Regions from separate parts of the Sus scrofa genome. Here region 2 is linked to region 1. The links are chromatin contacts, called in public HiChIP or PLAC-seq maps. All regions are on one chromosome and are shown on one strand. The core of a region is the stretch at or near the end of the contact, and the rest is flanking DNA. Distances in the headings are between cores, read along the strand shown. Region 1 has its middle 60 kb from the start of NCOR2. Region 2 overlaps NCOR2 (nuclear receptor corepressor 2).

Region 1 (5,119 bases), core at 1,560-4,059:
TTAACCCACTGAGTGAGGCCAGGGATCAGACCCACATCCTCATGGATACTAGTCAGATTCGTTTCCACTGTGTCACAAGTGGAACTCCATAGGATGGGGTCTTGAAATGCAGTCATCTTGACCAATTTTCCATTTTAATTTGGGGAGAAACTAGAAAAAAAATGTCTTCGACAGTTAAGGGCAATGGAATAAGTATTCATGTTCTGGGCCCCACCCTGAGGAATAGGCTGAAGTAAAGATAATAGTAGCTGAGGTGTGTTGAGAGCTGGACTTTGCATGCATTGACTCCCTTTATTCTCAAAACAATCCTGTGAACTAGGTCCCATCACTTAAACCTGTTTTACAGATGAGGAAACTGAGGCCGAGAGAGTTACTCAGAGGGAACATGGCAGAGCCTGGATTTGAACCCAGGCCATTGGATGCCTGAGTAGTTATCCCCTTCTCCCTTGCTATGGGAGCCATGACTTTATTTAAAGACACATGCCTCTGCATGTGCCACAGGAAAGTGTTTGTAACACATCCCCAGCTCTGGGCAGAATCCCGATTGGTCTCAGACGATTTATCGGATCTCCTTTCCTTTGCCAGAGAATGGGCCTGGGACCCAGGTCTAGCCAATGATACATGAGCCAAGGCGTTCAGTGGGTTTTATTTTATTATTTTTATTTTTTAAATTTTTTTGTCTTTTTGCCATTTCTTGGGCCGCTCCCGCGGCATATGGAGATTCCCAGGCTAGGGGTCTAATCAGAGCCGTAGCCGCCGGCCTACGCCAGAGCCACAGCAATGCGGAATCCGAGCCACATCTGTGACCTACACCACAGCTCACGGCAATGCTGGATCCTTAATCCACTGAGCAAGGGCAGGGATCGCACTGCAACCTCATGGTTCCCAGTTGGGTTTGTTAACTACTGCGCCACGAAGGGAACTCCGTTCAGTGGGTTTTAGGGAAAGATTTCTTGTTCTCCATGCACTGGCTGTTGTGTCTGGATGTATTAGCTAGAGCAATGGCAGCCTTTTTGTGGTCATAAAGGAATTTGGGGTGAGAACAAAGTTGAGGATAAGAAACAAGAAAGATGGAAGGAAACTGAGGGTCCATGACCATGGTACTTGATTAACCAAACTCAGAACAACCACCTGCCACTGATTTCTTGCTCTATGAAATAACAAATAATCTCATTGTTCAAGCTGATTTGTGCTGGGGTTTCTGTTACTTGGATTATGATGAATATAACTGAATGGCTGTCAGCTTCATGCAGACACGGATGCTCTCCTTTTGTGGTTGCCACTGTATCTTTATTATGTGGAACATAACAGGTGCTCAATTAATATTTGTTAAATGGGAATTCCCTTGTGGCTCAGCAGGTTAAGGATCTGGCATTGTCACTGCTGTGGCTCTGATTACTGCAGTGGCACAAGTACAATCCCTGGCTCAGGAACTTCTCATGCCGCTAGTGAAGTCAAAAATAAAAATTCTTAAAAGAATTGGAGAAACAGACTGGCTGGAGCACCCATGTTTAGGTTCAAAGAACAAGCATGGCAAAAGCTGGAATCCTGAAATGATGGTGACTGTAGACTCTGTGGTCACCATCAGACCTGGTTCAAGGTTAGGGCTCTACTTCTCAAAGTCGGGTGACCTTGAGCCTCTCTTGCTTTGGTTTTCTTGTGCATAAAAGGGATCTGATAGAATAGTGACCTCCTCAAAGAGGTCCACACCCTAATTCTGAGAACCTGAGAATGTGTGACCTTAACCTTACATGACCAAAGGACTTTACCGATGTGATGCAGTGAAGGATCTCGAGATTGGCTCAGTCTCCTGGATATTTGGGGGAAGGGGGGCAATGTTATCACGAGGGTCCACATAAGAGGGAGGCAGGAGGGTCAGAGTCAGAGAAACAGATGTGATGATGCAGCAGAAGTTGGAGCTATGCAGGGCCACTGATTTCTCAAAGCTGGAAAAGGCAGGGAGATGGATTTTTCTCAAAGCCTCTGAAAAGAACACAGCCTTGCAGACACCTTGAGTCTAGCCCTGTAAGACTCACTGGGGACCTCTGATGTCCAGAACTCTAAAGTAATAAGTTTACGTTGTTTTAAGCCACTACGGTTATGATCATTTGTCCTAGCAGTGACCAGAGATTTATACCAAGAAGCTAGTATAGTGTTTACCTCCTCCTTCCTGTTCTTACAGGGATTCAGGGAGTTCAGACATGAATTTGACATGTTGTGAGAGCGCAGCTAGGCCTAGCTGTTACTAATCAGTCCCAGCACAAGTCGCGCCTCTGCCAGGAAGTCATCCTTGATTCCTCCGGCCAGTACCCACCTCTCCCCTTCCTGGTAACCACTAACGAAAGGAGTCTGGTTGACATTTATGTGGCCCCAATACAGTGCTTAGGGCTTTCCATCAGTATCTATTTTCCAGGCCCACCCCAAGAAGCAATGGCTTGCATGCTACCCATTTCACAGAGGAGGAAACTGAGGCATAAGCAGGTTAAGAAAGATAATGAAATGGGGTGAGAGGAGGCCTGATCCACCCACGTGAGGCACCCTTTCCTGGATGGCTTAGACTCGGATGGCCTTGCGAATAGATGGGCCTTGCAGTCTCTGTGTAAGCCTCTCCATAAAGAGCTTCAAAGGAATCACAGAGGAGCAGAAATTGACATTTTTTCCCCATGTAGCTGCCAAAGCAAACTGACAGGTACAAGCGGGCTCCCCTCCCTTTGTCTGGCCCAGACTTGTCTCCATACCCAGCCCTGCAGGTCTCCCCTCTGTGCCTGGGTGCTGCGGGGATGGGTCTGGTTCATGGCCAGCCCCTCCGGCATCGGCTTCCTCTTCCCCACGTCCCTGCCCCGCCGTGACACATCATTTCTCACTGCGAGGCCGCCCACCTTGGGCTGCTCAAAGGGACAACTGTTCTGAAACACGACCCAGACCTGACCACAGTCCTACTGAAAAGCCCTCAGGGTCTCCCCAGTGCTGGCAGGGAAAGTCTGGACTCCCTGTGTGGCATACAAGGATGCTCATATTTGTCAGGTTCCTCTGTTCTATCTCAGGGCCTTTGACTTACTGTATCCCCTGCCTGAAATGCCTTTTCTCTTTTTCTCTTTTCTTTCTCCCTTCCTTTCTCTCTTTCTCCCTTTCTCCCTCTCTCTCTCTCTCTCTCTCTCTCTTTTTCTTTCTTAGCTGTGCCTAAGGCATGCAGAAGTTCCCGGGGGCAAGGGTCAAACCTTTGCCATAGCAGTGACTATGCTGGATCCTTAACTGTGAGGCCACCAGGGAACTCCCCTGACATGCCTTTTCCATGGATATCCTCATAGCTGGCTCTGTCCTTGCACTCAAAGAGGTCTTCCCTGACCACCCTCTGTCACCCTCTGCTTTACTCTTCTTCGTTCAACACTAGCTGACATCACAACACGCCATTACGTGTTGACTTGTTTGTTTGATGCCTCTCAGTGGAAGATGGTCCCTATGAGGTCACGGAGTTTTACCCTGGGTCTCTCAGTGATAAGTGTTAGAAGGAAGGTTAATCAGGAAAGGAGAATTGGGAGCTTTGGAGAGGGGCTTGTTTTAGAAAGAGCAGGGGAGTTCCCACTGGGGCTCAGCAGAAACGATTCTGACTAGCATCCATGAGAAGGCAGTTTCGATCCCTCGCCTCGCTCAGTGGGTTAAGGATCTAGCATTGCCATGAGCAATGACATAGGTCACAGACATGGCTCAGATCTGGCTTTGCTGTGGCTGTGGTGTAGGCTGGCAGCTGCAGCTTCAGTTCAACCCCTAGCCTGGGAACCTCCACATGCTGCAGGTGCAGCCCTAAAAAAAAAAAAAGTTCTTAAAGAATACTTTTTTTTTGGCCACACCAGCAGCATGTAGAAGTTCCCAGACTAGAGGTGGTTGAAGGGTGTGAGGTGGCTTCTGCACTTGAGGCAAAGCTGCAGAGCTGGGCTGCCAGGGGAACTGCTGCCCCCGCCCTGGGGAGGAAGCTGCCCTCTGAATGAGGTGCTGCCCCCTGATGCCACTTTCAGACCTGCCCCACTGCTGTGGTGCACCCAGCCCAACAGCTGGACTTTCACTCTACCCCTGGATCCCGTTGCAAACTCTAGTGTTAACTACGGATGGATGGAACCAGAATCCACATGGAACTCTGGCTGCAAGGGAGTCTGGGAAACTTGTTGGCTTCTGCTGTGCAGGAAGGCAAGCCGGGAGGAGAGAGGAATGGACACTGCCCTTGCAAGGAAGCTAGCTCCATGGGAGTCCTGTTCACTGCCGGGCCCTGGGGCCAGCCTAATACATGTTTGAAGAGTGACTGAATGAGGTGTCAGGGTTGGGAGTTGAACACAGATCTGTCTGATTCACAACCGTGGCTCCTTTCCAGTTCAACTTGCTTGTGCTTGCTAGACGGACTGTCCTCTGGGACCTGAGAGCCTTGCATACTTTGCATACGCAGTGCTGGGTTTTTGTTATTCCTGAGGGCGCTGAGAGGCCTGGAGGACCCTTCTGGATCAGATGAACCCACCGCATTGATATTTTTCTTTTCTTTTCTTTTTTTTCTGCTGGCCTTGCCGGCGGCATGTGGAAGTTCCAGGGCCAGAGATCAAACCTGAACCACAACAGTGTCACCTGAGCTTACAGGTGACAGTCCCAGAGTCTTAACCCACTGCACCACAAGGGAACTCTGACATTCTTAAAATGAGAATTATTATTGGCTCTGTTAGGTAAAAGCCAGAGGGGACCCAGAAGGAACACACACACTGGGCTCCAAGACCACAGGACTTTGCTGGCCGTGGACAGGCCTCTGGGCTCTGATTTCGCCTTGTCCAGGGGCCTGTGCCCTGGGCCCATAGGCAGGGCGCTTCAGGTCAGGGCTGCTTGGAGAGTCACACATGGTAACCACTGCCATGTGGATTCTTATACTGATCAGACATCCGTGAGCAGTCGCCACCCTGGGAAGCCTGGGGCTTTTGTTGGCTTCCCAGGCCCGACTGGGAGGTCAGGCCACCCAGGGACTAATTCCTAACATTCTCTAGGAGGCTGAAAAACAGCAAATGTGGTGCAAAGATGCCGGAAAGGAGACCTCCTTGAATCTCAAAAAGTCCGGAAGTGCATGCAGGACGTCCAATACCAGATGTCC
Region 2 (5,119 bases), core at 1,170-3,669, 200 kb after region 1:
GGGCAGCTTTTATCTCTCATTCTATAAACACTTATCAGGCACCACCTGTATACTGAGAGAGCAGGGCACAAGGCCGGTTCCAGGCCTCCCCTTGGAGGGAGGCTGGCACTGAATAGTCCAGTCACAGAAGTTCTGCGTTGGGAGAAGACAGAGTCGGGGCGGGGGGGAGCTGGTCCCCCTAAGAGGTGAACTCTGAGCCGAACCTGGGCGGGAATGGAGGGAGCCACAGGGAGAGCTGGGGAGAGAGTGTGCGGGCAGCATGGATTAGCATCCAGAGCTGCTGTCACAAGGGACCGCCCCTGAAGTCAAGGTGTTGTCTGCAGGGCTGCTCCCTCTGAAGGTTTCTTCCTGCCCCCCGCCCCACCCCCAGCTCTGGTGGTGCCAGCAATTGTTGGCTTGTAGATACATCACTTCCAGTCACGTGACATTCTCTCCATTATGTCTGTGTGCCCAGATTTCCCTTTACTATAAGGACAAACATTCATTGGATTAGGGTCCACCCTAAGGACCTCACTTAACTTGATCACATCTGCAAAAGAGCCTGTTTCCAAAGAAGTTCACAGGTACCTGGCTGTTTGGACTTGTGATTGTATTTTGGGGGACGCGATTCTACCCTCAGCACAGTGGGAACAGCAAGTGCAAAAGCCTGGAGGTGGGACCGAGCTTGCGTGATTCAGGCACTGAGCTGGCAGAGCAAGTGGGGGGGGGCCCGGTGGGAGGGTGCGGGGCCCACCTCACTGGGCCTCTCGGGCTGGGTAGGTGGCTGCACCTTGTTCTCAAGGTGACGGGAAGACCTGGAGAGCTGTGCCTGAGAGAGTTGGGGGGTGTCTCAGGCTGGGAAACCCGCTCCGTGTGTGGGAGGTTTGATCGGGGACCCAGGGATGCAGGTTGAGAGGCAGTGGTGACCACGTCCCAGCGGATGGTGATGAAGGTCCATATGAGGCTGATGGCGATGGACTCAGGGAAAAAGGGCGGATTCCCGGGATGCCTAGCGGCTCCTCCTTCGCCCACAGAGGGTCCCCGAGGCCCCTGGCCAGAACCAAAGCTGGCAGCCCCAAGTTAGGGCTGAACGTGGGCAGCAGAAGGCGGGGCAGTGGAGACCCGCTCCTGCTCCCATCCGGGCAGCTTGGAGAATTGTTTGCTAGGGAGGCAGGCGGGTCATTTTTATTTTGACTAAAAACAGTATAGTCTGTTTTCTCTCTTCTCACGTGTCTCGGAAAAGTTCTCGCAGGGTGAGAGGGAGGAAAATCTGACTTTCAAATCTGATGCGTTCACTGGGAGCCGTTTCCTCTGCCCCATGATTCACCTTGGGACAGGAGAAAATGGCAAGTTCTAGAATGTTTCATATGAAAAAATCAGACTTGGGTTTCCAGTTGTGGCTCAGCAGGTTAAGGACCCAACTAGTATCCATGAGGGCATGGATTCAATCCCTGGCCTCACTCAGTGGGTTAAGGATCTGGCGCTGCCATGAGTTGTGGTAGAGGTCACAGACGCAGCTCAGATCTGGCGTTGCTATGGCTGTGGTGTAGACCAGCAGCTACAGTTCCGATTTGACAACCCCTAGCCTGGGAACCTCCATATGCCATGGGGTGAGGACGTGAAAAAAAAAAAATCAGTCTTGGTCAGAGCTCTCTGGGTCTCCACGTGCTCCACAAAAGCTAGTGGGCCATGTTATCCTCCTGAGTTCAGGGGTCCCTGGCAGGAACCTCATCCCGCTTGTCTGAGAAACAGCGGGTCTGGTGTGTGGCCCTTTGATAGGCGAAGGCCTGGCCAGCGGGATTCTGAGGGCACAGGGGTCCTGAGCTTCCTGCCCAGTGGGCACATCTTGGAAAACAGTGCTCATTGCATCTCTGTCCACTGGGGAGGGCTGGCGGCCAGGGTGGGCCACTGGGCTCACTCTTTGTGCCTGGGTAACGGGGTCAGGGTGGGCGGCTCCCTACCCCGCTCCTGCTGGCCTCGGGGGATAGAGTCATGGAAACACATGTTTCTGCTCTTAGCAGGAAGAGTGCTGAGCTCATGGGGCAGCCACAGTGGAGTGGCCTCCTGGAGTCTGTGTTTGGGGTGCACTTGGCCTGCCCAAGCTGGACAGCTCGGAGGGTTGGGCTGTATCCCATTAGCCCCCTGGACCTCTCGGGCCAGGCCTGAAGCCCCATAGCCTACTTTCAGCCTCTCCCCACTCCCCTACAGCCCCACCCTGGGACGTGTCCTTCCCTCCCCCAGCTGGGTCTGGCTTCTGTCCACTCTTCCTGCCTGAATGTCCAGCATTTGCTCCCTCGGGAGCAGGAGCCCTGGGCTGGGAGTCAGGACACCTGGTTTGTCACGCCCTATGTGACCGAGGCCAGTCCCCCGCCCAGGGTGAGGCTGGACTCAGGCCAGCCTCCTGACCTCTTCCTGGCTGGCAGTCCGCCACCCCTCCCTCCCCGGCCGCGGCCGCACAGGGCCAGGCGGGCGCCGGAGGACGCAGGCGGGATGCGTCAGAGCACAGCCTGGCAGCCAGCGCCTCTCAGAAGGGCCGGCGGGACGGGTGGGCCCCCTGGGCGACCCCAGGTCCTGGCCGCCTGCCCACAGCCCTCCTTCCTGCCTGGCAGCCCCAGCGCAGTGAACTGGGTGTCCCTGGACAGACACAAGATGCATCTCGTTCTGGCCCGTGCCTGGCCGGCTTTGGGAGAGAAAATCATATCCTGCTTTTACTCTCCATCACTTTCCGCCAGGCAGCTCCGCTGGGGAGTTTTCCTGGCCCGTGGCCAGAGATAGAGGCTCTGATTGCAGAACCTCGAGTTTGCCTGCCCCTCGCCTGTTCTGCTTCCCAGAGAAGGTGCCTGGGCATTTTCTGGAAGGGCTGGCTCTTCAGAAAGTCCCTTCCCCTGGGCCTCAGTTTTTTTGTTTTTTTGTTTTTTCCCATGTGTTAGATGGGTGCGGGTAGCCCCACTTCTGAGCTTCTTGTGAGGATAATGGACTTATTAGCCATGTTGCCAACCTGGTACCAGGCCCACAGTAGATGCTCAGTAAAGAATTTGCTGTCCTCCTTTGGAAGGCTTCAGGGACTCCCCCAAAGGTCACTCCAAGAGGAGGATGGAACGTGGCTTTTCCGCTGAGCCCCTGGAACTTGGAAAGAATGTAACAGCAATTTCTACTTTATTCATTTATTCCATAAATGATTAACTGGGCACCAGTATGTGCCAGGCACCATTCTGGGCTCAAGGGGTGCTGGGATCAGGACAGATAAGGTCCTGGCTCTAGGGAGCTTACGTTTTAGTGAGAGTGACTAGTAGGGGACCGGAACGGTAATGGAAGAAAGGGAATTCTCATGTGATAAGGGGATGACGGAGAGATTAGGAGGGGGTAGCAGGTGCAGGGATGGGCGGGGCGGTCAGGGAGGCCTGTCCAAGGAGGTGACACTGAAGGATGATCAGAGTACATAGTGTGAGATGTGGAGAGAAAGCCGGTGGAGGGAACAGCCGAAGGCCCTGGGGCCACATGAACTTATATTCCGTAGACAGCAAAGAGGCCTGAGGCGGACGGAGAGTGGAGTCAGTGAGGGGGAGAGGGGAGGGCAGGAGAGGAGGTCACAGAGGTGGGAAGGGACCTGGCCCAACCTGCCCCCACGGTGGCCCCCGTGGGTCCCGTTGGGGAGGGGGCTTTTGTCCCGGGGGCATGGGAAGCAGCCTGACTGTTGGCAGCAGGGATCGTCCCTGCCCCAGTGATAATGGGGAAGCTGGCAGAGAGGAGGCCTGTTGTTCAGACCCGGAGTCCCCTGGCGCCCCCTCCCCTCCCCAGCCCTGGTCTTCCAGGGCAGGAAGAAAAACCACAGTAATGGGAAGATGCCTGACCTGTTCACACAGGGGCTGTTCTCAGCACTTCCCATGCCTTTGCTTGTCCCACCCCTGGGACAGTCCTTGGAGGGAGCGACTGCTCTCGTACCCAGATTACAGATGAGGAAACTGGGTGAGCACCGTGGTTTAAGTCCTGCAGCCCAAGGCAGGATTTGAACCTGGAGCCTTGAACCACAGGGCTGGGTGGTGGGGGCTGGCTGCTCCCAGCCTGGTTGCCGGCGTCCCTGCCCGTCCCAGATCATGTGCACAGTGCCAGGCTCCGAGAGCCCCTGCCCTGCCCGGGGCCTCTGGAGAGGAAAATAAAAGCCCTGTCTTCCAAGAAAACAAAGGGAAGAGAATGGAGGGCACTGCTGTGAGGATGGCTCCGGGGGTGGTGCTCACCACCACCGCCGTGGTGCTCGGGGAGATGGGGGAGCCATGTGAGCGCCATCTGCCCGCTCCTTGGGGGCTCAGGACCCTTGTGCTTGTGGAAGATCTCAACCCAGACCCTCTTTCTTGCCTGTCCATTCTGTATAGTGAGAGCCCAGGCTGTCAGCTTGTAACCTGTGACATGCTGTGCCCATGGCTGCGGTCCCCACTCAGCTCCTGCCTCACTGGCCGGGGCTGGGGGGGACTCAGGACAGAGGGGTCTGGACCTCTGTGTGCGTCCCCCAGCTGGTGTCTGCTGAGAGCGTTTGACCCTGGCAGTCCTGGCTTCCCTCTCCTCCGATCTGACTGCCCACCACCTGGACAAGGCACCACAGGGAGCAAGGCAGGACACAGCCCTGAGGGGAGGGTTCTGGTTTGTTGACAGTCAAGAGTGAGACACACAGAGTTCCCTGGTGGCCTAGTGGGTTAAGGGCTTGGTGTTATCATTGCCGTGGCTCAGGTTCAGTCCCTGGCCCGGAAATTTACATGTGCCATGGGCATGGCCCCCTCCCCAAAAAAGAGTGAGACACAGACACTTTTTTGTATGTATTATTAAAACATATTTTGTGTCCCTACAAAGTTATATTGACACAGTCAAAAAAGTTTACATTTTAACTTTAAAATTGACATTTAAAAGTATTTTATACAGCAAATAATATAACATTGTCACTTTATTGTCCATAGAAACAATATAGTTAATGTATCAAACCCTTGATTTCACCGCTAGCAAATAGTATATTCTTTATCTTTTCCGTGCAGGAGCTTTATTGAGACATCGTTCACAAACCATACAGTTCAGCCATTAAAGCGCACAGTTCGGTGGTTTTTAGCACATTCACAGAGTTGGGTAATCATCACCAATACTTAACTCCAGAACA

The links. HiChIP or PLAC-seq counts read pairs in DNA pulled down with a chosen protein or histone mark.
Region 2: an H3K27ac HiChIP or PLAC-seq map of alveolar macrophages shows a contact between it and region 1. The contact joins two enhancer-like sites. A contact is called at or near these places in 2 of 47 Hi-C or Micro-C datasets (heart right ventricle and omental adipose tissue) and 2 of 2 datasets of contacts at active chromatin or transcription factors (alveolar macrophages and skeletal muscle).

What each region holds. Positions count from the first base shown.
Region 1 is chr14:28,579,877-28,584,995 of Sscrofa11.1, forward strand. No RefSeq gene overlaps it. Among named protein-coding and RNA genes, the nearest start is that of NCOR2, 60 kb to the right of the region's middle. Within about 2 kb of position 2,810, at least 4 of the 83 cell types and tissues checked have an H3K27ac peak or open chromatin away from gene starts, as enhancers often do. A contact at or near this core is called in alveolar macrophages, where this site is marked.
Region 2 is chr14:28,775,477-28,780,595 of Sscrofa11.1, forward strand. All of the region lies in intron 22 of NCOR2 (nuclear receptor corepressor 2), which reads left to right. Among named protein-coding and RNA genes, the nearest start is that of RFLNA, 63 kb to the right of the region's middle. Within about 2 kb of position 2,420, at least 45 of the 83 cell types and tissues checked have an H3K27ac peak or open chromatin away from gene starts, as enhancers often do. A contact at or near this core is called in alveolar macrophages, where this site is marked.